Linked DNA regions of Mus musculus: regions 1, 2, 3, 4 and 5 are each linked to region 6. A link is a contact called in public Hi-C, HiChIP or PLAC-seq and promoter capture Hi-C data. All regions are on one chromosome and are shown on one strand. The core of a region is the stretch at or near the end of the contact, and the rest is flanking DNA. Distances in the headings are between cores, read along the strand shown. Region 1 overlaps Cacna1c (calcium channel, voltage-dependent, L type, alpha 1C subunit). Region 2 overlaps Cacna1c (calcium channel, voltage-dependent, L type, alpha 1C subunit). Region 3 overlaps Cacna1c (calcium channel, voltage-dependent, L type, alpha 1C subunit). Region 4 overlaps Cacna1c (calcium channel, voltage-dependent, L type, alpha 1C subunit). Region 5 overlaps Cacna1c (calcium channel, voltage-dependent, L type, alpha 1C subunit). Region 6 holds the start of 1700080F18Rik (a long non-coding RNA gene).

Region 1 (3,596 bases), core at 702-3,201, 200 kb before region 6:
AATCTGCACAAATCTTTGTGACCCGAGCCTGGCAGGTCATCATGGAGGTGTTGCCAGCATATATCATATTACAATACAGCTTTGCAAAGACCTGCCATAAAGACACAGTGATATTAAGAGTCATGCCATACACTAAAAAAAAAAAAATCAGAACTTGTCTTCCAGCCACTGCTCAACAACTGCACATTAACATTTTGTGTATTTTGCTAAGCCCCCCTCCCCCTGCCAGCCCAGGCTCCTGATTCTGAGGAGTACATTATAGTCTTAGGTGCCCTGTGTCACATCTTCTCTTTAGCCCCCAATTACCATTAGTTAGACATATATCAGGTAAAGTATTTGCCAGAAACCTTTCCATTTCTAATTTTGTAATCTTTAATCCCAGTAACAAGTTTGCATCTGAGATGTTTTCAGTCCTCATTCATCAGTGAGGAATCAATACATCAAAGAATCAATTCAGAGGCAAAGTGGCTTCCCTAGGAGGTTGCTAGGACCACACATCTTGGAGTTGGAGGCACCAAGAATTGAACCAAAATTCTGCTATTCAAATCACATGGGGCTTATTCTTCGCAGGGTATGGAGCCTTCTGCTTCCATGTCTACCCCTGATAATGGAGTAAAAAGGGTTTGAGGAATATGTATGTGTGTTTTGGTGTCCGTGACTGCAAGAAGGAGTATGAACAGGGTGAGCTGTGGATCGTACCTCTGTCTTCTGGCCCTGTGCACCACTCAAGGTGGCTTTCTGGGGACCCTTGCTTTGCATCCTGTCTGGATCAGCCTTGTTTTTTTCTTACTCTTCTTCCTCCTCCTTCTACCTATCCTTCCTCTTTTTTGCCTTGTGTTGATACACAGAATCAGAGTCTCTTGGGATTATATGCATTGACTTGGGAAGTGATGTTTAGATTTGGGCAGGTGTGGTTCTTTTGGCTGGAGGTCACTTGAGCAGCAGCAGAAGCCATACAAGGCGACATTTGGAGAAGAAATGTGTGATTCCTTAGACACCTGTTCAGCTTGCTTCGTCTAGGACTTGCACAGTGTGCTCGGATGTCTGAGATTGAGGGAGAAAGGAGAGCTAAACTGCCTGGAGATTTTGTGCCTTATTCTCTCGACCCTGTCGCAGTGCACACTGATGCACATGTTCAGACCAGGGAAGAATCAGGCAGAGTATTCATCTCTCCCAGGCTCACAGCCAAAGGAATGAGAACGACTTGGCAAGATATCATGGGAAATGTCATGGTCCCTTCTGGACTCACTTAAAAAGCCCAAGACCCATTTACTTTTGATTTCAAGACATTTCTATTTATAGTGTTTCGGGAAGCTGGAGTCTAGGAAGATCCTGGCTGTAGGAGTTGTCAGTTGATACAGCGGGTTTCTGCCTTTTCAGGTTTCACAGGGCCATAGCCTTGACCTTAAATGCTCCGTAATGACACATGTTAAAGGCATGGTCCCAGGATGGCCCTTTGGGAAAGTATTGAGACCTATAAGAAATACGGCTCAGTGGGACATCATGTAGTTACTGTGAGTGTGCCCTTGAGGGGGACGGTGAGCCCGAGGCACAGCCCCCTTTTGATGTGTTTCGTTCGTCTATATACTTAACACTATGACATGCTCCTGACCACATCCCAGAGTCATGGGGCTAACACACCATGGGTTGGAACCTCCAAAAATTACGAGCTGAAGTGAACCCTCTGTCTTTTGTATCTTAGTTATCTTCTATGTTTGTTATGGTGACAGAGAACACCGAATGTTAGTTTTCCCAAGTGCTTTATGAACGACTTCGTCAGAATGTTTTATATTAGGACTGTCTTTGAGAAGAGATGGTACCTGGACCATATGGGAGGAGAGTTTCCTTCAGCTTGGGGCAGGGAATGGGGCCTGGCTAGAAGAAAGCCAGTCCTAACTGGAGAGGGCAGTTCTTCTTAGGCGTGTGCCCAGGCTAGTGCAAACCCCAAAGCAGGGCTGCCAAGGAGCCAGAGGCTGCTGAATGGAATGTCAGCAAGCCAGAGGCTCAAGAATGTGGACAGTGGGCAGGGCTTGAAATGAAGTTAGCTTTCTGAGTGAGGGCAAGGCAGCCAGCAGGAAGCAAGATGAGGACCCAGATGTGACCCAGTGACATAAGTAAGAACACAGACTATGTAAGAAGCAGTCAGAGGTCCTGCAAGAAGCCCAGGCCACAGATCGGTCATGTGTTCATGGACTCTGGGGGTGGAGGAGTGGGGGACAGTGTCACAGCCCTCAGAAAGGAGCTGGAAGTTCCCAGCCTGGGAACTTTCCATGTTTGTAAGGAGGGGGTTTGGGTAGAATGGAAGCTTGCAGATTAAGGTAGGGCAAGGTAGGCTGGAGTACTAAGCGGAAGCATCAATTGATCTCTCTCCTTAGAAGACTTAGACAAAGCCAATTTTATTCTCTCTAAAGCTTGATAGGGGGAAAGCTTTGGGGAAAACTCTGGGGTCTGAGTTGGAGTAGATGTTTGTTTAAGTGGTTGGCACAGATCTTTAATCTGGCACTTGTGAGGCAGAGACAGGCAGGCCTCTGTGAATTTGAGGCTAACCTGAGCTACATAGTAAGCTTCAGGCCAGCCAAGGTTCTACACTGTCTGTCTCAACACACACACACACACACACACACACACACACACACACACACACACACACACACACACACACACAACCCCCACTCCCAACAGTGATATCAAGACCTTAAGCTTTCATTTTCTTCTTTTAGGCATAAAGATGGCAATTCTCTTTCCATCTTGTTTCCTGCTCTGTCAATCTCTTAGTATTTGCATAGTGTGCCCTGAAGAGTGGAACACTTGGGTAAACCTCTTGGGAAGACGGTGTGTAAAACTCAGTGGTGACTGTTACCTCTGGGCAGGTGCCAAGGGCCCGAGGTAGCATGCCTTCTTGTATCCTGTATCTTTTCTTTGTGTTGATTGGTTCCTCTGGCTGCCTTCACTATGCCATTTTTTTGGACAGATATGGAGGAGGATTAAAAACTCAAAAGATTTCGAGTTCTCTTAGATCTTGTGCTTCACTCACGGCAAACTCTGCTGGTAGTGTGGGCTTTGCTGCTCATAGCCAGTCTCCTCTGTGGCAGGAAGCAACATTCATGGGTGGCTCAAGCTAAGAAAAATCATAACAATCCAAGTTAGTTTCCTGTTTTACAGGATGAGGAAACTGAGGCTAAGTTATATTTTGTTCAAGTCCAGATAAACCTAAGCCATGTTTACTACAACCTGTGTACTTTGTACACATTCCTGGCTGACCGGCTGGTGGGAGCTAGAAAATGGAGTTTGGGATTTCTGACCACCAGTTTTGTTTTGGTTTTTTTTTTTTTTTGGAAGTGAAAGCTACATTAATCACTCTTTTTTTTCCTTCATTTTTTATTAGATATTTTCTTCATTTACATTTCAAATGTTATCCCCAAGTTCCCCTATTACCCCCCCCACCCCCCGCCCATCTCCCCAACCCACCCACTCCTGCTTCCTGGCCCTGGCATTCCCCTGTATTGGGGCATATGATCTTTGCAAGATCAAGGGCCTTTCCTCCCATCATTCATCGCTTTTGAGACATTTGCACAGGCTTTGAGTAGCAGAACCCC
Region 2 (3,848 bases), core at 472-2,971, 170 kb after region 6:
GACAGAGTCCTGGATTGTAAATCAGTTGGTCTACAGTTACTCCCCTCACCAGGTTTGAGTGTATAAAGTATTCCTACTTGGCCAGTGTTGCCTTTCATACATCAGTTTACACTAGAACACCATAGGCTAAGCAGTACCGAAATCATCCTGCTTGTGTATTAGGACTGAGGGGACAGGCCCTGGAGGCCCGAGTGGTACCCATCTTTTCTGACATGCCTTTCTCTCCTTCCCACGTAGGTTCCGCCTGCAGTGCCACCGTATTGTCAATGACACGATCTTCACCAACCTCATCCTCTTCTTCATTCTGCTCAGCAGCATCTCTCTGGCTGCTGAGGACCCCGTCCAGCACACCTCCTTCAGGAACCATGTATGCACTCCATTTTGTTCTGTGTACCCTGTCCTTCTGAGAGTGGAGCAGGCCCACGGCTTCTGCTGCTGCTGCCTTCCTTGCTCAGTTAGGAGGCCTGTTGCAAACCTCACAATCCGTATACAGTGACGATTCCCTTAAGAGATTAAGACTTTGGTAGAAAACCCAGCCTGGGATTTTTCACTAAGCAAGTGAGCATGTACCTAAATGCATCTGATATGCTAGTTGATAATGGACAGTAGTCAGGCATCCTGTTGCCTGTGGATGTTCCCCAGGAAGCTCGAGTTGCCTGTAAGTCAGCAATGAGGCCACTGGTTTCATGCCCTATTCCCATTTCCTCTGACCAAGAAGGAGTGTTGGCAATTAGGTGCCAATGGTACAGCTGACATTCTAAGATTCTAAGAAAACTGTGATCATCTTTGATAGCGGAAATCTGATTGGAGCTATGTGCCCAAGGTTCTGGTGATCGATATTAAATACCAAAATAAGAACTACAGTGCCTCAAAAGCCCAAAGCTTTATTAAATCTCAGCCACATAGGCACGAGGAAAAGAGCCACTGCTCCAAAGCCGTGTTCATAAACAAAGCTCTCAGCTCTGGGATCCTGCCTGTTCCAGGCTCTCTTGCTGAGGTCAGCAGGAGTGGCCTCAGCCCTGGTCCATCTACCAAGATGAAATCAAGTATCAATCAGTTTGTCCTCAGCCTGGGCTGACCTGGAGGACTTCCTTCCTAGGGCCCAAAAGGCCATGACAGCAATGTAAATGTCCTCCTCTGGCACAGAATGCCACACCATGGGAGCATCTGGGTGGCCCTGCAAAACCAAACCCATCCTCTGGTCTTTTGGCCAGCATCCCATGGTCTGCTCTGGGTTTGTAAGTAAGTGGGGTTGACGAAAGCAGCATCCCAGTAGATGCTGCTGCTTACATTACACCCACGTCCTGCTGAGGCCTGACCTGGAAGCTCCCCACACCTGCCTGCAGACACCACACAGAGCCAGAGCCCCCTGCGCTAGCCCCGAGTGGGAGCTAATGTGTTTCCTACCTGTCTCCCTGTGCAAAGGCTCTGGTGGTGCGGTGGGGCAGGGATGCACCTTGTTTTGAAGTGCTTTTCCTTTTCTGGTGAACATCCACTGACCTCTCCCCCTGCCCTGCTTGTGCCCCGCCCCTCCCCCTTGCCCTCCCCATCCTGTTTGTTTCTGTTTTGCAGATTCTGTTTTATTTTGACATTGTTTTTACCACCATTTTCACCATTGAAATTGCTCTAAAGGTAAAGCCCCGCCCCCCTCTCTCTTCCTGCCTCTCTCTGCCAGTCCCAGCTCTCTGCCGGCTGCTGTCTGTCTTGTCGCTAACACATGCTCCCCTGTTGGTGTTGGGTGCACTCCCAGAGCCACTAATCCAATTCTGCTTATTTTTCAGATCCTAGGCAATGCAGACTATGTCTTCACTAGTATCTTTACATTAGAAATTATCCTTAAGGTAATGCTCCCCTGAGCCGTGTGTCTGTCTCTCTGTGTCTCCACTCTGTCTGGCTGACTCTTCTGTCTCCTTCACTCTCTGATTCTTGTGCTTCCCTTCATGCTATACCACTTCGTCCCAGCTCCGATGCCAGGAGAATCCTACCCTGTCACAGTGCTCCCTTCTGCTCACTTAGCGGCAGTTTAAGGCCTAGGAAAGTCACACGCTGGCTGTGTCACCATGGGTGCTGCCCCATCACTGGCTGAGCATGGTGGCTGTCAGCGGTGCTCAGTTCGCATGTACCACTTATAACCAGTCGGTGGCCAAGCCCTACTTGAAATTCTCTCTCCTTCCTCCTGCATAGAGGAAATGCCACACAAGCTCTAAAAAGGCAAAACCTCTGGAGCAAGAAGGAGTCACTTTGGCCCCTCTCTTAAGAGCCTTATCATCAACACCTTCATCCCAACCAAGGCAATCACAAGAGCTAAGCAGACATTGGGGCCATGTAACAGTAATGGTGGACCTGAAGCAAGATTGGGAGCCAGCATCCCAGCTGGATCATATAGCTAACAACTAGAAATTGTCTTTAACCCTTTGGTAGCCTGCTGCTCTAATCCCCTGGTAACCCGCAGTTCTGATGAGAGGCCCTGTAAATCAATGCATGGCTTTGGCGGTGCACCTGGGCTGTAGGACCTTGGGTAAGGTTGGCTTCTCTCTGGGCAAGGTGGAGATTCTACACCTTTACGCAGACCAGAAGGGTCATAGTCTGTGAGCACAGGCTTAAGCATCTTCTCGGGACACTTGCCTGGGATGGCCTCTCCCCAGAAGCTCAGGCCTCTCTTTAGCTCATCCTTGGTGTAGACACAGCTGATGTCCGCTCTGTGCACCAGTGCCAATGACAGACCCAGATGAAGCCCTCATATCATGCCCATCCTTTTAGTGGGCTTGACATTTCTGCCTCATCCAGATACGACTTGAATCGGGAGGGTCTGCATGCCTCCCGGGTTGTCCTTAGACCTCAGAGGCTCTGTTTGCTGACCCTTAGCTTCCCTTGCTCGCCAGCTGCGTGGCGCAGATTTGTCTTTCCTGATCAGAGGGTAGGTGGGGGAACAGTGTCCCCTTCTGAGAGGATCTGCTTTGCTGTTGTACCCTAGACTCAGGGTTGCATGCAGGTACTGAGAGCTCTTTCCCAGGACACGGAAATCTCTGAGGCCCAGTTCTCAGGAGCCCAAGCCGAGCTTCGCTTGAGGATTTCAATGGTGCTTTCTCCTTAGGATTGCCATGCAAGCAGAAACTCTTCTCAAGCATTGCCATGGCAAGCCCTTCCCCCACTTCTTCCTTCTGCTTCCAGTCTCTTTTATGCTCACTGTGCTTCTGAACACCCCTCCCTGCATCCCCTCTGCCTCCCATGCCTCCCACACTTGGGTTTGTCTGCCCAGCCAGGGGGGTGCCCTGTATCATGCCAAGGCACTGACTATGATGGTGCCCAGAGCTTCATTTGGGTCTGGGGCCATTTGTCTTTAAAGGGACAGGATGGGTGGGAGCACACTAGCTAGTCTGAGTAATGGAGAGGTTTTTTCCATAGAAGGAAAGCAGACTCAGGGCCAGCTATGGAAATGACCAAAGTGAGGAGAGGATTTCTCCTTAGAGGTACGCCTTGGGAAACGTGGCTGTCTCAAATTGGATGGTGAGAGACAGCTTCCCCTCTAGCTTGGAACTTGGAAGCTTGTGTCTCCTAGCATACCTCCCAGCTCCATATATAGATGCATAGTCTTAGGCCTTTCCTGAGAAAAGCCTTAAAGCTTTCAGGAAGCAGGGACCAGGTGGGTGACCATCAGTAAGTAGCACAAGGTAGAAGGCCATTTGTTCAGGTATCTGGACCTGGTGTTTTCTGGCACCACAAATCCAAATAGACTTGAAAAAAAAAGTTGTCTCTTCCAAGTATCTCCTTGCCCTTTCTCAGAACCATTCTTACTCTGTTCTCGCCTGAGCACAAGTCCATTGCTTTCATCCATCATTCTCACGCAT
Region 3 (3,959 bases), core at 273-2,772, 130 kb after region 6:
CTTCTCTTCTCTTTCTGTCCCTACTCTTGATGCCTCCTCTTCCCTCACAGTGAGCATGCCCACAAGTGAGACTGAGTCTGTCAACACTGAAAACGTGGCTGGAGGTGACATCGAGGGAGAAAACTGTGGAGCCAGGCTTGCGTGAGTACCCGTGGCAAACTTAGCGCTGAGTTCTTCCTGGGGGACAAGTTCTTGGGGACGACCTGGGAAGCTGCTTCTGGTGTTGAGTGGGATGGCTCCGCACTGCAGTGTGCAGAATCAGAACATGGGTTGACAATCTGTGCTCTATGTGGAGAGAAAGGAGGCCTGGGGTTATGTAATGGCTTCATACGTGGTACTGGGCTTTTCAAATTCAATCCTGTCTTCGGCACTTCTGTGAGGGCCACAAGTCTCACATGCTGAGGCCCTTTCACCTCCCCAGTGAAGCACAGAAGGTAGGGTGCTCTGATGTGCGTTTTATCCCACACACACCTTTCTTTTCATGCAAGCCAGTAAGTAGGTCAGGGTCCCTGGCGTTACATGGCCACCCTTTCCATTCTGACAAATATGGCCTCAAAGAAAATCATCAGCTAAGAAACCAGGTGATGACCAGCCAGGTGATGACCAGCCAGGTGATGATCAGCCAGGTGATGACCAGCCAGGTGATGGATGACCAGCCAGGTGATGACCAGACAGGTGATGACCAGACAGGTGATGACCAGACAGGTGATGACCAGACAGGTGATGATCCTGTTGCTCCTATGAGGTTCAACCTGCCCTTCTAATGAGGGGGAGCAAGTGCAGTGAACGGCCTGCAATGCCCTCAGACTAGGTCAGTAGTTCTCAACCTTCCTAATGCTGCAACTTTTTCATACAGTTCCTCGTGTTGTGGTGATCCCCAACCGTAAAATTATCTCATTGTAACTATAATTTTACTACGGTCATGAAAAGCAATGTAAATATCTGATATACCTAGCATCTGATATGAGACCCCCTAAGGGGTCAAGACCACAGCTTGAGAACCACTGGTGTAGTTTTTACAGCACGAATCCCTGGTTTCTAAGAGTTGGCTTTGACCTGGGACTTAGCCGGATATGAGGGAGCAGGAGCTGGTATCCGTGGGAGCAGTTCACACATGGATTGTCACAGTCTGGAACCCAGAATCAAGTCATCCATGTCAATGACCTAAACAAAGGGGGAAAACTGATTCATTACTAAAACTTGCAAAACTGATTTGATTAGTCCTGTCTCAGAGAGCAGAGCCTGGGGGGTTTAAGCTTCACTCTGGAAGACGATGAATGCTTTTTTTCGATGGCCCTGGGCATGACAACTGTAACTGTGTCTTGGCCACTGAAAGGAATTTCAAACAGAAAGCTCTGAGAAGGATTAGCCCAAATAAAACATGTCTCCAAATGCTCCGTGAGTAGCATTTGCATGATGTGCCTTCCCCTGCATCGTGACTCACCGATGCTCGCAGCTGCGTGGACCCAACCTTCTCACTACCGTAACTGCGGGCCAATCTGAGTGTGCCTGTGAGCGAGCCAAGAGGGAGGTGAGCAAGGCTGGGGAGCAGAGAGAGCTGCACCGCAGCCAGGTTCCAGGGTACACGGTACATGGGGCTGTGACATCACTCACTCTGGCAGTGGCACCAGGGAGTCTGCACTGCAGATCTCTCGGCATTATCAAGAAGCAATTATTGTCCAAGTGCTGTTAAAATATGGTGCTAATTACATTTGTAACAGCGCTCCCTGCTATCTTCTTCTTCTACTTCTCCCTTTTGGAATTGTACAAAATAAACACTTGGGTTTCTAGAAGTGGCCCCAGATAGCAATGATGAGGGCAGGCATATGTGACCCTTCTAGTCAATAAGTTCTAGGCCTTTCTGTTTGCTAGACTTTAGAGATGGAGAGTTCAGAGAAAAGATCATCAAGGTTGTTACAGTGCTTTGGGACATGGCCCAAAGTATAAACCAGGAGGGACTGGGGAGCTGGCGTTGGGAACTTGCTTAAGTGCATTTTAGGAGTACATGATGCTGTTGGAAAGCAACCATGATTATCCCCTGTGGAGGGAAACTGGCATCTGCTAGTCTATCTGTCACCTCCTAGGAGGATGTGTTCTCCTGGCTTCAACAATGATTCAGGAATGGCTGCTCTTATTCCTGTGCAGAGCCAAGTTGATGCACATCTTCGCTGCATACCAAAGATACAATTGCTGCGCCAGAATTGTAACACGCACTTCATCTACTGCAGTCTTTGCCCATCTCCCAACAAGACAGCAATGGCTAAAACTGCCACTCTTCCCGTCAGTCAACTGGCTCGAGAAAAGAAGCAGGCTGCGGGCAGAGAGAGAGAGATTCTTGTTTTATAAGCTCTGAGTTAAGAGTCTTGAGGTCAGGATGAGGACCGGCGTGTAAGGAGAAGGCTGGGGTAAAGAGGTTGCCCGGGTGGTAGGAGAGTGTAGCTGCAGTGTCCTGCAGTGCAGTACAGGGAAGGAGACAAAGGAATGACTCACCAAGCCTTGGTAAGAGAAACTGATAACAAGGCTGAAACAAAGCTGAAGAGGGGTCCAGCCTAGAGAATATACAGGTGCAAGATGGAGAGCAGGGGAGGAGCTCTGAGTGGAGGTGGAAACTGGCATTTGAGCCCATTGATAAGGTCATAGGACAGAGTTTGCTCAGAAAGATGGGGCCAGAAAGGAGACCAGGATGAAACCTTGGGGAATATGATACCCAGAGTAGGAAGAAACAGACCATTATGCTGGGAGATGTAGGAGGGAGATGTCAAGAACGTTCTCTTTATGAGAACCTTCATGGCAGCACACAGCCTATGTTGGATGGTAGAGATGGTAGTCGTCCAACAAAGTAACACTGACTCCATGGAGCTAATCATCTAGTGTGGAAGAGGCCCTATAATGTGGGCTGGAGAGATGGCTCAGTGGTTAAGAGCACTTCCAGAGGTCCTGAGTTCAAGTCCCAGCAAACACATGGTGGCTCACAACCATCTGTTATGAGACCCGAGGCTCTCTTCTGTTGTGTCTAAAGTCATAAAAATAAAATAAATAAATTGTTGAAGGAGAAGGAGGAGCAGGTTAGGAAAGTTATTTGAAGGATTGAAATTTAAGCCAAAAACTAAAACTGAATATAAATACTAAAAGCCAGGGGCAGCATGAATGTGAGGGACGGTGAGTGGTTCAGCTGGCAGGGCAAGGGCTGCTGCTATCTCTACAATGAACTTGGTCTTTGTTACTGAGCATAAGTTACTGAATGGTTTTAAGGCAGAGGTGTGCCGGGCAGTGGTGGTGCACGCCTTTAATCATTGGGAGGCAGAGGCAGGCTGGTCTCTGAGTTGGAGGCCAGCCTGGTCTACAGAGTAAGTTCCAGGACAGCCAGGACTGCATAGAGAAACCCTGTCTCCAAAAACCAGAAAGAAAAAAAAGAAAGAAAAAAAAAGACTGGTGTGTGAAGAGGTTGGCTTGGTCAGTCTTGAACTTGTGAAGGATCTCTTTGACATTAGGGACAATAGAAAAGAGGGTGATGCAGTAATGAAGCAACCCGTGGCTGCTCAGGGATGGGATGATGGTGCCTATGGTTGAGTTGCAGTGTGGAGATGGAAAGAGTGGGCTGGTTGTCAGTGTACCTTGGAGCTCTCTGCTTTAAGAGATTTGTGGATATTCTGACTCTGGAAGCCAGGCTCAGCAAGGAAAGGTTGGAAATGTGCCAATGCAGGGAATCCACCAAAGCACTAAGGCCATGCAAAGGGAAGGGGGAAGAGGATAGGTAAAGGAGGGTTGCCATAGCAACAAAGGGAGGCCCTTTACTGCCATCAGGGTGGTCTTCAGGGCACTGAGAAGCCAGCAAAAACCAAGAGGCTAAAGAAGCTGCAGAGGAATTGAGCACAGGAAGTGGAGTTCCTCCGCCTCAGAAAATGAAAAGGAGCTGACATCAGAACCTCTGCCCAGATCTGTGACCTCAGCCAAGCTCC
Region 4 (4,043 bases), core at 739-3,238, 210 kb after region 6:
AGTGGGACCAGCCGAGCTGGTGAATTTTCTGAATTTGCCTCCATCTTATTTAAGATGGACCCAGAAGTCCTTTAAAGGCTTACCTAAGGTTCTTGGAAATGGTGGGTAGATGGGAGGACATTAGGGTATTCCTAGGAGCAAAGCAACACTCCCAGAACAATTGAGCCACAGAACCCTGGCATGTCTACTGAGCAGATGGCCTCTGTGTAGCTCTCCTGCTCCACTGCTGAATCCCCGGAAGCACAGAACCCTTTATCTAGCAATCCATGAGCAAAGACGCTGCACCAGGCAGGGGTTGGAGGGGTGGGATGGGGGAGTGACAAAAAATACACTCGGAGACATAGGCTTGACCATCATGACAGCTGACTCATGCCAATGAAAGGGGGGCTGGGGTGCTTGGACAAGAAATGCCCTGTGCATGTGAGTGTGTACGTGTGTGTGTGTGTGTGTGTGTGTGTGTGTGTGTGTGTGTGTGTGTGTGTGAGTGTATATGTCTGTTTATCTGTTTCTGTGTTCTCTGTCCACCCAGTAGCTCTATCCTACTGACCCATTCCCTCCAGACACGCAGCCTGGCCAGCTGGCTGGCAATCAGAACAGCATTGTGACATCATGCCCAGAGAAGGTCCTTCTGCCCCCTTCCTCACTCTCTACCATCCTCAAAACAATCCAAACCAACTCTCTATGGGAAAAAAATATTTTTTTTTAGTCAATTACTAAGAAATATGTTACCTAGAAGTATTTTCAGACTACAAGGAAGTATCTAACTATGAACCAGTTCTTTCCTTCAAAAATCCCATTATGTGTTTCCTTGTGTGTATCTTAAAAACAAACTCAGGGGTAACATCTGAAAGTGGAAGGCATGGGCTTAGGCTACAGCACCAGTGGGTGAGATCAGTCAGGGGTGATTGCTGTATGCCAGAGCCCAGTGCTGGGGTATCTCCACAGGAAGATTACCAGGGAAACTGCGACAGGAGGGGCCTTGAGGTGCTCCTGTGAACTAGTGCCACCAAGCAAGCCCAGACATCTAGCCCAGGAAAACAACTTCTTTGGGCACTATTGGCATTATCCTATATTGTGTACAAGGCCTTGGAGACTAAAAAGCAGTTCAGCATCCTTCCATGCCAGTGGCCAAGGGTCTCCATCTCTGAATTGAGGTCTAGGCAAGGCCATGTCCAGCCTGAGCCTAATCTTTTGAAAAAAGTTCCTTTTGGAGAGGATGGAGGACTGCCTCCTTAGATCTTCTCTTAGACACAGTTGGAATTCAGCCTTCTCTAACCTGAGGAGCTGTCGCTGTAAAGCTCACTTGCTTAGCTGTGTGTGGACAACGGTGGGCACACATAGGTCAGGGTGTGTCCTCCAGCCAGGACTTCATAGAGCGGGCTGAAACAGACTACCTGAGAACAAAAAGTAAATAAATAAAACTTGAGCTCCTGCCACAAATCTGGAAGGCCTCACTTCCTCCTCTGTATTGGGGCTGAGTTGTTTCACGCACAACCAGAGGTGGTCACTGAATAGAGCAGGAGAATCTTGTGGGTCCTTGTTGGCCATGTGGCCCAGTGACACCCAGCCCATGTTCTCACTGGAGTTCCTCCCCTGCCAGGCCCATGCTTGTATATTTCTTTCACCTGTTTCCTTATGCCCTGTCCTACCACTGTGTTGTTCCTCTGTTAGCCAAGACCTAGAATACCAGGCTCTTCGTTGGAGACTCATTACAGCTTATCTCTGTCTGCCTTTCTTTAAAGCCAGCTGAACATACCCAATGCTCTCCCTCTATGGTAAGAACAACCCTCCAGACCACATTTCCAGCTTCTGTGGCTCCCCCTCTAGCCACCCACGTCTTATCCACCCTGATTTCCAGAGCCCTGGGAACCCAGCCCAGCTCCCATTGCATGTGGCCACCATGTCCGTTGTGTGCCTTAACTGCCTGTGCTCACGTGAGCTGTGCAAGGGTGTGTGTACAGTGGTGTTCCTCTACTTTCCCAAGCTTCCTCTGGGTGGTGAGTCACCGTGACCCACTGGGAGAGAACTGGACCCATGCTATTTCCTGTTAAACATCCCAAGGATGGTGTGTTTCATCTAATGTAGGAATTTGTGAGGGGTGCTTTTGAGAACTGTGACTAGGGCTCCAGGGAGAAGACAGAAGCAGGGGTGGGGTCCAGCTAGAAGGAAAGGTAGTTCTGATTAGTTCTATGATGACTAGCTTACCCCAAGCTTTGTGTGGAAGGCTGTGAAAGACACACACTGGGATTTGCTGTGACATAAGGGTTGGCCCTCTAGAGTCTCTACTGTCACCCTGAGCCTTAGTCTTATATCTTTCTAAGTTCCTTGAGTTCATTACATGTGCACTAGAGTCATTTTCTATAACATATGGGAAGCAGGAAAACAAACCAGCCAAACCAGCCCTGATTGGGAAATATCCATTTCTTTTGGCTGAGTGGTGGCCGTGCCTCACCACACGACCTTGAAGTCTCCTTGGAATAGCTTCCCCTAAGAGGTCCATCACAGCTTTCAAACAAGGCTGATGATTCCCCAAGCCCCTGACAGCTAAATTGAGAGATGTAGTGGTGGTCTCCATAGCGGCCCACCCCGGCCAAAAAGCTGCCTAGGAAATTTTGGGGGTTTGGTTTCTTAACTCATCAGGCCTAGGTGTTCCAGTGGCACCAGCTTTACAAAGGGTTTGCACCCACAGATGAAAGCCCCACTTAAGCTTGTTTTTTGTTTTCTGGTGGGTGGGTTTGAGTGGGTTTTTTATTTCCTTTCTTAAACATGGCAGAACTGACAGATAGTAAAAGCTCTGAGCTTCCTGTATGCTGCTCTGAGGAGCAAGTTTCCTTCTAAGGACAGAAAATAGAACTTAGAGGAGCCAAATGGATGCAGTGGTTATAGGAGCCAAAGACTTCGTGCGGAGGACCAGCACATTGCTGACAGCTGTGAGTCTGTCCACTGCCTGGCAGCGCTAAGAGTCTTAATGGCAATTGGGGTGATTCCAGTTTTAAAATATAAGAAATGTTCTGACCCTTGTCTGAAAACCAGGACCCTATGGCTTGGTTTCTTCAGAGCCCATCCAGTATGAAGTGTGGGGCTGATTTGGAATATCTGTCCCAAAGTATCCTGCCTCCTCTGGGGATGGGGATAATTAACATGGAGGTTGGATATGTCGCCATTCCAACCTGTTACCCCTTGCATGTTCCTAAAGTTCATTACTTATACCCCTCCAGATAGACCTCAGGGATGGACCAGAAGGCCATAGAAGAACTGAAAGGGCTTGTGGAGCCTCAGGTTTTAGCACTAAGGAATAGTCCAGGGTACGGAGAGGCACAGTGCTATGAGGGAGGCCTGATCTAGAAACACTGTCAAGCATAGCAAGAGGACAAGCTAAAGAGACAGGACAGGACGGGAGAGCAACAGTCTTAAGACCCCCTCCTTCAAGGGGTGCCTGGGATGGGAGCCATAACAGGAATTCCTAGGGTCCTTTCTCTCCTGGTGCTGCTCCCAGCAGGGCTGGGTAGGCTGCACTAGCTTCAGAGAAGGCATAAGGGCTCTGACCAGCTCGCAGGGCTTTGGAACACAGTCGGTTGCTCACGTGAGAGGGGGTCGGGGGAGGACAAGGGTATAAGTTCTTGTTCTCAGGCATGGGAGCAATGGCACTGTGCCTCCAGAGATCTGGCCAGGCCTGTGTCTGTACCCGCAAGCTCCTTCAGACTAAGACACCAGTCATGAACCTTTGGCCCTAGACTCTAAGCAGCCCAGAAATTCTAACCCCTCCTCAGCTCCCCATGCCTCATTGCTGCCTCTATCTCTTTTTCTCTATCCATGATCACGCAGCAGATACCCTGTGTGGCACTCCACAGTAGTCACGTACCAGGCTCAGCCTTTCCCGGGACTCAGTGCAGATCCCTTTTCTGCCTTGTCCTGGGGGCATCCCCAGGTCTCCAGACTGTGGACCTCTAGGGAAGGTCACAGCCTCTGAGGCTACGAGAGGGCAGCCATTCCAGAGACTGTAATGAAGTCTGGGACTGTGGCCCTCCCCTTATAATACAGAA
Region 5 (3,975 bases), core at 93-2,592, 190 kb after region 6:
ATTGACAGGTTTGGCAAGAACAACTCAAAACAATAATAGTCTTGAGTTAATGAGTTGATGAACCCAGGGCTGCAGCACAGTAGGTCTAGGATGGCATGAGTGTCCCTAATGGGAGACTTTTCACCACTGCTTCCACAGGTTCTTAGTAGGACTGCTAGTCCTGAAACTCACTCTACCCTCCATGGCTAGAGTCATTGTCTTCTAGAAAGTCCCTGGGGCACCGAGTAGGGGACTTAGGGATCCGAGTATTGGTTGCTTAGTAAGGAGTAGCCTAGTGTAGGAGAGAAAACGTTGTCTACCAGAGCCTCCTGGGAACTCAGCAGTCTAGAGTAACGTCAGCATCGTGCGGACATATTCGATGATGAATCAGTCAAAAGGACAAAGAGAAGGAATGAAAGGTGGCTCCAAGCTCCCTGACTTGCCCCTCAGGGACTGAGCCAGTACAACAGTTCATTGACTTTGAGGAGAGTGGGGAGAGGCCAGCCTGAAGGGGCTGCAGAGATGGATTGGGTTTTAAAAGCTATTAAAGTCTTGAACAGGCAGTGTGGACAGGAGCTCTGTTTTCGTAGTCTGCACTACATGTGGCCTTCCTAAGTAGATGCTCCAGGAGAGCTGCTCTGGACTCTCGTCTTCCCAGAGAGGATGTGCATGGTAAGCTAACAGGTGGGGCACTGGGGAGAAGGAACTGGGGGGAGGACATCTGGAGGCTAACAGCTGGCATGGCCAAAACAAGAGACCAAGACAGAGCACGATGTCTCAGGCTAAAGGGCTGTGTGAGGGATGCAGCTACAGAGAAGTAAGGGAGAGGGAACAGAGACCCGGAGCATGCACTGCTTGTCCTGAGAAACAGGAGGGGACGCTAGATGTTCAAGTCCCCTTATTAGTCCCCTCTGTGAGTAGTGAGTGGTTCAGAGGACTATATTTCCTCATAGTCATCTCGACCCAGACAATTTAGTCTAAACGACTTCAGGAGTAAGTAAAACGTTTTCTTTTAAAACTTGAATTAGCCTCTTTTTTAGATGAGTGGTCTTAAACCCTTTCTAGACTTACAGTTTATATGTCATGATAAATATTCTGTAATTCATATTCTATTATTTTAATTCCAAGACATTCAGCATAAAATGTTGAAAATGAGGATTTCTTAGCCATAATGTAAAGGGTGTGTATAGTAAAAGACCCACAGAAGTTGAAGACAACAGAAGAGCAAAGGTACAGGACCTTGGACTAAAAGCCAAAGTTACAGCAGGCCAGTTTTATTTGTACACGGTACCTACATACGTGTTTCTCAGAAGACATGTGGTTACATCACACTTAAGACACAGCTGCCCCACACAGCAGGATATGTGGTATCCCTAAATCTGCAAAGCTGGCTTGGTCACCAGGACCCACTCTGTAGCTCTACCCAGTTCCGCAGTGCCCCCTGGAGGCCGACCAGTGGAATAAAGAGCAGGGTGGAACTTCATAGAGCCTCTTAACTGGATTTAGTTGAAATCTGTTTACCTTAGCTACTAAGAATCAGTGTCTTTCACTGTCAGTGAAACCCATGGGACCACAGACTCACCACACATGTCACTTAAAGAAATAGAAACGGAAAAGAGGAGGGAGAGAGACTAGGACATGCCACAGCCCCTTCTGCTCCTCTGGCCTCATTAGGAGAGCCCAGTGGCCTGTGGGTGTGCAGCCAGCCCCGGCTTGCTTTTTAGCAGCTGATTGGTAAGAAGGCATTCCCCTGATTATTGTTTATTTGTGGTGTGCCCACGGACACCTGACGTGCACAGTGCCCAGCAGACAGGCACAAACGAGCTCCTCAGGAGGGGCCTCCTCGCCACAGCGCTTGTACCCAGAGATTTGCATATTGTTGCAACGTTGTGACAGGTTTCTTTCCTGCATGGTGCTTTTACCGTGAATGATAAAAAAATAATTATATGACTTACATAAAGCCTTAGTGTGGGAAGGGAAGTATTAGCTATTACACTTAATTATTTAATGTGGAAACGTATTCACACTGTGTAAAAGCCCAGTGGGAAGGTACACTGTGGTTCCCTGTCTCTGATCCTGCCACTGGAAAAGAAACTGAAGGCATGAGAAGAGGGATTCCCAAACCCAGAGGGTGTTGAGGCAGGAACTCAACCCAGGCAAAGCAGTGGCCCTCCTCCGCAGGAGGGGCCTTCCGTGAAGCAGGAGCCATCATGAGAGGAGGCAGTCATGGCAGCCACAGTGGGCATCAAGCACTCCCTCAGATGCAGACCTTGCAGTACCTGACACTGCACAGACTTCATATTCCCACAGAGGCACACGCAGTTGCTATTGCCGTGTCCTATGTGAGTGAGCTGAGGCACTGAGAGGTTAAAACGCTTGCTCTCGGCTCTCAAGCCTCATCTCTGAAAGCGAAAGCAGCCCACCATTATGTTTGTGTCTTATTACAAAGGCGGTGCTGGTGGCTGGATCTAATGGTCTTCATAGCATCATGGCTTTGCAGTCAGGCACACATGGGGCGAGCTGATGAAAGAAAGATGCTAAGCCGGAAGGAGCATGTCTTGCCTGGGTTGTGAAGGCTTCCCTAGAGCCTGGGCTATCACACTGTTTAGAGATCTGCAGCAAGACTAAGCTCTTTCCCACTCAAAAAGGGCAGCCTGCTCTTCCAGTACCCACTGGCATTGCTGCCAAAGCCTCTCACTCATAGACTATAGTGCAATGTGTGCTTGAACCTGAAGCTCTTTGCCATGGCTGGCTCCAGGGATACAGCCTTCAGCACTCCAATCATGTCTTTTTGCATAAATCTGTTCATTTATTCTAGCATGGGTAGGGAAAAGCAATAATGTGCTCCTCTAGTCTACCCTGGCACAGCTAAGGCAGAGGGGGACAAGCTCCTGAGTCCCCTGAAAGGAACTTAACCCATAGCCCCAAATTCCATGTGCTCTAGTGAGCGGACCACGAGCTTTGGGGATTAGTTTCAGGTCTGTGGACTCCATCCTCGCACAGTTCTAGGTGCTTGGTGGCTCAGATCATGTGTGATGAGATAAATATATCGATGCCTTAGAAATTTTTCCAATGGAACTCCAGGACAGGTGTCTATGAAAAGCACACATTCCCAGGTCTACGTGCTCCTCTGACCATCCTCGGAGTACCCTATCACTATCCCAGCCAGTGCCTCCTCAAAGCAAGGACGCGACCCTGGCCTGCTCTTGCCAGCTGTCCTACAGTGACCGGCGTTTGCTGCAGGAAGCTGTCCAAAGCTTCTGAATTAGCACAGCACAGGATGAGCCTGATGGAAACACAGAAGTCCTCGCTGCCTTGCAGGCTGTAGATCATGAGCAGCTGCGTGCTTGGTTATGCCTTCTCCATTAGACGCCGCTAATCTCCATGATTAGTTATATCTAAGTGGCACCCTGATGTAATACGATTTATATTATCTCTGCTTGGTGTCAGTTAACCGTGGATTCCATGATATTCCATAAGATCAGCCCTTCACAGACACACTGAGGCTTTTACTGTTGCCACTGCTGTTTCTGGCTGGATTCGGCACCTCTTCCCAGTTTATCTAGTTTCCCGCCTCTCAGTTCCACATCCCAGGACCCAGAAAAGCGAGTGGTTCTAAGAACAAGGCTCAGCCTTCCATTATGCCTGTCCCTCCACACCACCTCACAACCTGCTCTGTCCAGCTCTCCCCAAACACTTCCTCCCCCGAAGCTAAGAACCTCGACTCTGTTTGGGGACCCCAGGTTGGGTATAGACCATGTTTCTCCCTCTCATGTTAGACCCTGCTTTGCAAGGAGGGTTTGGCCACTCCCTCTGGTCTCATGTTGACTGGTGTTCTTTCACCTGTCGTGGTTCTGTGGTCATCCCAGAGTCCTAGAACCCAACCTTGAGTACCTCACATTCAGCCCCACACCCAACTTCTCTCTCCTCCTCTTCCTCTTTCTTTTCCCTCTCTTTTTCTCTCTGTCTTTTTTTTATCATTTCCTTGTTCTCAGT
Region 6 (3,816 bases), core at 1,174-3,673:
TTTTGCACTTGTTTTTGCTGCTTTAATGTATAAAGAAGCCTGTTTCTTTATAGGAAGAACACCTGTGATTTTGGGCAACTGAAAAGCAATAGCTAGACTACGGGTTTGGGTTGGGTTGGGTTGAGTTGAGACAGGCTCTAATGTATCCCAAGCTAACCTTGCTTGGTTCTCCTGCCTCCACCTCATAAACGCTGTCATTATAGGTGTGTGCCACTATGCTGGTTTTTGTGGTGCTGGAGATGAAACCTTGGGCCTCATGCATGCTACATCAGTGTTCTGCTGCCTGAAGTACATCCCTAGCCTCTAGACAATGGTCTGTTACAAACCTAGCCTGCAAAGGTCGGAATGATGGTGGGAGGCATGGGAGTATGTAATCGTGTGCCTGGGGTGTGTCGCAATGTTGAGCGGCCTCCTCCTCAATCTGGTGATACTCGACTTAAGTATCGCTCTCTTAGAGCCTTCTACCGGTTCTTATCAACTGGGCCCTTAATGGGTCGGTGAGGTCCTAGCTGTTTCCTCGAGCCCCTTTGCTCCCCTGAAGAATGCATGCAGAAGCCATTTGAGGCAGCATCCGATGTGTCATCCTATTGCAATAAGATGGCTGGGACATTTGCATTTTCAACAACACTCTTGTTCTTTTTGCTGGGAATTGAAACACTGGCTGGGGGTGGGGGTAGGGGTGGGGATGGGAGTTGGGTTGGGGTACACAGAGAGAAACTCTCCCCAACAGCCTCATCCTCTAGGCCCCTCAACCCCAAACAGAGGTGCTACCCATTCTAGACACAAGAAAAGCTCAGCTTCTACAAGGCTCATGCCCATGCATATCACAGACGCCTGCTCTGGGCTGAAAGCTGGCACGCAAGAGCTCTGCCAGTGAGCAACATTAGAATTACAGACATAATAATACTAATTAACTTTCCCAGGCCTGTGCTCTCTGCATTTATTATTTGTAGAGAGACAAAGCCTTAAATAACAGGGCCAGCCTCTTTGGGAGCCCCACTTGGGGTGAGGACTGTCCTCATTACAGCAAGTGAGATGGATGGTGTTCTCAGACCAGGGCACATCATGGGAAAGCCTGCAGCAGGTGTAGCCTCCTTCTTAGCCAGCCCTGAGGCTTTCCACTGGCACCGTGTGGGGCAGGGATGGGGAGAAGAGAATCAATTTCTAGTGGTCTGGCCTCTCCTAAGGTTCACGTCCTCAGCATGTGCCTTCCTAGGCTACAGTGAGCCCCTGTTACTGGTGCTCAGCTTGGCTGCCTGTGATCCGAAGGCTCCCTACTTCTCAGTCCCTGCCTTATCATTTATGAATGAAGAACAGTGAGGAGGGAATGACATCAAATGTCTTTGACCTGGACGTGCTTCAAAAGGTTCCTGAAGCTCCTGGAATCGTATACATATGGAATGTGCTTCTGGCCACTCTCTCGGGGGCTAGCCATCCATGGCTAACTGCTGCTTTCAAAGGGTCTTTGAACTCAGGGTTAAGGTCATGAATGAGTTGGTCCCTGAGGGCCCCTCCACTTCTGCCCATTGATGACTTTAGAGCACTCATTCTCAGCACTTGGGTCGTGACCCCTTTGGCAAGCCCCCATCTCCAAAAATACTTACATTATGATTCCTAACAGTAGCAAGAAGTACAGTTAAGAAGCAGCAACAAAGATAATTTTATGGTTGGGGATCGCCACACCATGAGGAACTGTGTTAAAGGGTCACAGTGTTAGGAAGGCTGAGACTCACTAACTTAGAGCCATCGAAGCTGATGCATTTTGTCACACCCAGCAATGGGTTTGTGGAGACATGTGGTAGAGCCTTGGATTGGAAACACCCTATAAATTAGCTACTTTAAAGTAACTGACCTACTGGGCTTCATCACATGGGTTTGCTGTAGCGTTCCTACCTCTCAGCACCAGCTCTGAGAGCATCCCCAGGTTGTCCTCTATGTAACTTCTATCAATTTGGGGAGCACTTCTGCTGTTGGGCAGCCTGCTTTGTGGTCGTGAGCTAAGATGGTCTCCCTGAGCTTGCTGCCTGGGGGGGGGCATCCACGCTACCACTAAGATGGACATGCGACCTCTTACCTCTTGCACTCACAGAGCGGTAGAGAGCATTTCTTATTGGCAGTTTAATAATAAATGGATTGACTGTTAGAAACGCTTGGGAAGCTCACTCTGGGCTGTTGGACGGATGCTGTGAGAAAATCCAAACAATCACCTTTGAGGAATTCCAGGAGAATCTGGAGACTAACTGGAGATTAATTTCCAGGGACTTCGCAGTGCTTCTAAGTTGATACTGCTGCCACCCAGCTACAGAAAGGATATACATCTCTCTCTGTTCTGAACACCCTTGCTCTGACCACCAGTTCTTAACCATGGTCCAGGAGGTCGCTAGGTAGAATTCCAATGTGTCTCTGAAATAGGATGAAAATGGTTAGATCTTTGCTTTCAGACTTCTAGCGTGTATTCATCATGACTTTTCTTTATGATTGGAGGCAACATTAGTACTTCTATGACTTTTTCCACTGCTAGAAATCACTTTAAATCGAATTAAGGTAGGTGCAGGTACTCAAAAGTTTATGATAGGTAGCCACTTAACTCCAGACCACCAGTAGGTGAGAGGCGGTTTATCTTAGGGTTGGGATCATACACTCTAAAATCAGCAACCCTGCATTTGACCAAGCGTAACATCATATGTACTGTTCAGTTATCTTTCTCTTCATTAAATGCTGTGCTCTGCCTTTTAGGCATGCCTGGGCAACCCTAAGTACCAAATATGGAACTATTGCTGTTGCCCCATGCAGATAGCCTGTGTGGTAGTTGGAAAACTCAGGAAGAAAGGGGTGATGGGATAAGATGTATCAATCAGCTTGCTGTAGACCGAATAATTACTGGAGACAATCAGCTAAGAAGTCTGTTTCTACTGGCTACAGAGTGTGAGCACTTGGCTCTCTCTGTTGCTTCTGCTGGTGAGAGCTTGCAGCAGAGAAGGCTTGTTCATCTCATTGTGGCCAGGAGACAAAGAGACAGGAAAGGAACGGAGTCCCAGGATTTCTACTGCCAGCAACCTAATCCAAGTTTTCACTGCTTCTCAGTAGCCCCAAAACTGGGGACCCAGTGTGCAGCGCACATGGACCTCTGGAGAACACTGAAGATGCAGACTGCAGCAGATAGTAAGAGGAGAAATGGGACCAAAGCGTGGGGTGGTGGAACAATGGTGAGTCAGAAGCCTGGAGTTTCCCTTCTGATGCTGCCTTCATCAGGTCCTGGCTCACAAGAACAGTAATGTGGAACAGCCATGTGAGGGGGTGGGAGGACCGTGCCCTTCCTCCTTAGGTTCTAAGTCATAATGTCTTGATGGCTGGTGGAGTGAGGGGTCAGCTGTGACTCTGGAGTAAACCATGCCTGTTATAAATAGAAGGGTCAAGTTCCAAACTGGGAGGAGGGGTGGAGCCAAGGAGGCAGCCTAGCAAGCTGGGGGTTTTCAGCACCCCTTTGGCAGCAGAGATAAAGTTAATAAACAGAACCATCCCAAGAAACGGTTCCACGTCAGAGTCAGTCGAGGTGAGGAGCCTCTTCCCACAACTTCTTGGAAAAATAGAGACCCAGAGTTTGGAGACAAAAGGAAATAAAGCCAGTCAAAGTGCCCGTATTTACACAGTGGCCTTCACAGAGCAACCATCCAGGATAGCGCACTGGAGTATGAGCTAGGAGCAGGAGAGGGAGGAGCCAGTTCAGATGTGTTCAGCTCAGCTTCCTCCTTCAGTCACTGAGCAGAACTGTTTAAGGAGCAGCCTTTCACCTCCTGGCCTGACTTCCTGCCAGAG

Evidence for each region. Promoter capture Hi-C pulls out the DNA fragments that hold promoters and counts their contacts. HiChIP or PLAC-seq counts read pairs in DNA pulled down with a chosen protein or histone mark. A called contact is a pair of places that touch in the nucleus more often than the background predicts.
Region 1: a CTCF HiChIP or PLAC-seq map of the NIH/3T3 cell line shows a contact between it and region 6, with 14 read pairs. The contact joins the enhancer-like site here to the promoter of 1700080F18Rik in region 6. A contact is called at or near these places in 2 of 39 promoter capture datasets (the 3T3-L1 cell line and hippocampal neurons), 1 of 15 datasets of contacts at CTCF or cohesin (the NIH/3T3 cell line) and 1 of 484 Hi-C or Micro-C datasets (the HL-1 cell line).
Region 2: a promoter capture Hi-C map of hippocampal neurons shows a contact between it and region 6, with 3 times the contacts expected there. The contact joins the enhancer-like site here to the promoter of 1700080F18Rik in region 6. A contact is called at or near these places in 6 of 39 promoter capture datasets (the 3T3-L1 cell line, 3T3-L1-derived adipocytes, cranial neural crest and 2 more) and 2 of 484 Hi-C or Micro-C datasets (frontal cortex and reprogramming fibroblasts).
Region 3: a contact with region 6 is called in a promoter capture Hi-C map of hippocampal neurons, with 2.5 times the contacts expected there. The contact joins the enhancer-like site here to the promoter of 1700080F18Rik in region 6. A contact is called at or near these places in 2 of 39 promoter capture datasets (the 3T3-L1 cell line and hippocampal neurons), 2 of 484 Hi-C or Micro-C datasets (the N1E-115 cell line and nephron progenitors) and 1 of 9 other capture datasets (liver).
Region 4: a promoter capture Hi-C map of the 3T3-L1 cell line shows a contact between it and region 6, with 2.9 times the contacts expected there. The contact joins the enhancer-like site here to the promoter of 1700080F18Rik in region 6. A contact is called at or near these places in 11 of 39 promoter capture datasets (the 3T3-L1 cell line, 3T3-L1-derived adipocytes, the HPC-7 cell line and 7 more), 1 of 484 Hi-C or Micro-C datasets (the N1E-115 cell line) and 1 of 9 other capture datasets (adipose tissue).
Region 5: a contact with region 6 is called in a Hi-C map of cerebellum, with 4 times the contacts expected there. The contact joins the enhancer-like site here to the promoter of 1700080F18Rik in region 6. A contact is called at or near these places in 7 of 39 promoter capture datasets (the 3T3-L1 cell line, 3T3-L1-derived adipocytes, cranial neural crest and 3 more), 1 of 15 datasets of contacts at CTCF or cohesin (the NIH/3T3 cell line), 21 of 484 Hi-C or Micro-C datasets (the HL-1 cell line, the MC3T3-E1 cell line, the N1E-115 cell line and 12 more) and 2 of 9 other capture datasets (adipose tissue and embryonic stem cells).

Annotation. Positions count from the first base shown.
Region 1 is chr6:119,035,681-119,039,276 of GRCm38.p6, reverse strand. All of the region lies in intron 3 of Cacna1c (calcium channel, voltage-dependent, L type, alpha 1C subunit), which reads left to right. Among named protein-coding and RNA genes, the nearest start is that of Gm50599, 23 kb to the right of the region's middle. Within about 2 kb of position 1,951, at least 61 of the 459 cell types and tissues checked have an H3K27ac peak or open chromatin away from gene starts, as enhancers often do. A contact at or near this core is called in the NIH/3T3 cell line, where this site is marked.
Region 2 is chr6:118,672,339-118,676,186 of GRCm38.p6, reverse strand. Cacna1c (calcium channel, voltage-dependent, L type, alpha 1C subunit) reads left to right here. Exons shown (of 47, transcript NM_001159534.2): 20 at 238-367; 21 at 1,782-1,841. Among named protein-coding and RNA genes, the nearest start is that of Gm38887, 78 kb to the right of the region's middle. Within about 2 kb of position 1,721, at least 5 of the 459 cell types and tissues checked have an H3K27ac peak or open chromatin away from gene starts, as enhancers often do. A contact at or near this core is called in hippocampal neurons, where this site is marked.
Region 3 is chr6:118,709,439-118,713,397 of GRCm38.p6, reverse strand. It overlaps Cacna1c (calcium channel, voltage-dependent, L type, alpha 1C subunit), which reads left to right. Exons shown (of 47, transcript NM_001159534.2): 10 at 51-141. Among named protein-coding and RNA genes, the nearest start is that of Gm38887, 120 kb to the right of the region's middle. Within about 2 kb of position 1,522, at least 16 of the 459 cell types and tissues checked have an H3K27ac peak or open chromatin away from gene starts, as enhancers often do. A contact at or near this core is called in hippocampal neurons, where this site is marked.
Region 4 is chr6:118,628,131-118,632,173 of GRCm38.p6, reverse strand. Cacna1c (calcium channel, voltage-dependent, L type, alpha 1C subunit) reads left to right here. Exons shown (of 47, transcript NM_001159534.2): 31 at 1,743-1,775. Among named protein-coding and RNA genes, the nearest start is that of Gm38887, 34 kb to the right of the region's middle. Within about 2 kb of position 1,988, at least 12 of the 459 cell types and tissues checked have an H3K27ac peak or open chromatin away from gene starts, as enhancers often do.
Region 5 is chr6:118,644,293-118,648,267 of GRCm38.p6, reverse strand. The region is part of intron 29 of Cacna1c (calcium channel, voltage-dependent, L type, alpha 1C subunit); the gene reads left to right. Among named protein-coding and RNA genes, the nearest start is that of Gm38887, 50 kb to the right of the region's middle. Within about 2 kb of position 1,342, at least 10 of the 459 cell types and tissues checked have an H3K27ac peak or open chromatin away from gene starts, as enhancers often do. A contact at or near this core is called in the N1E-115 cell line and cerebellum, where this site is marked.
Region 6 is chr6:118,839,195-118,843,010 of GRCm38.p6, reverse strand. 1700080F18Rik (a long non-coding RNA gene) reads right to left here and starts at 2,423. Exons shown (of 2, transcript XR_003956354.1): 1 at 1-2,423. All of the region lies in intron 3 of Cacna1c (calcium channel, voltage-dependent, L type, alpha 1C subunit), which reads left to right.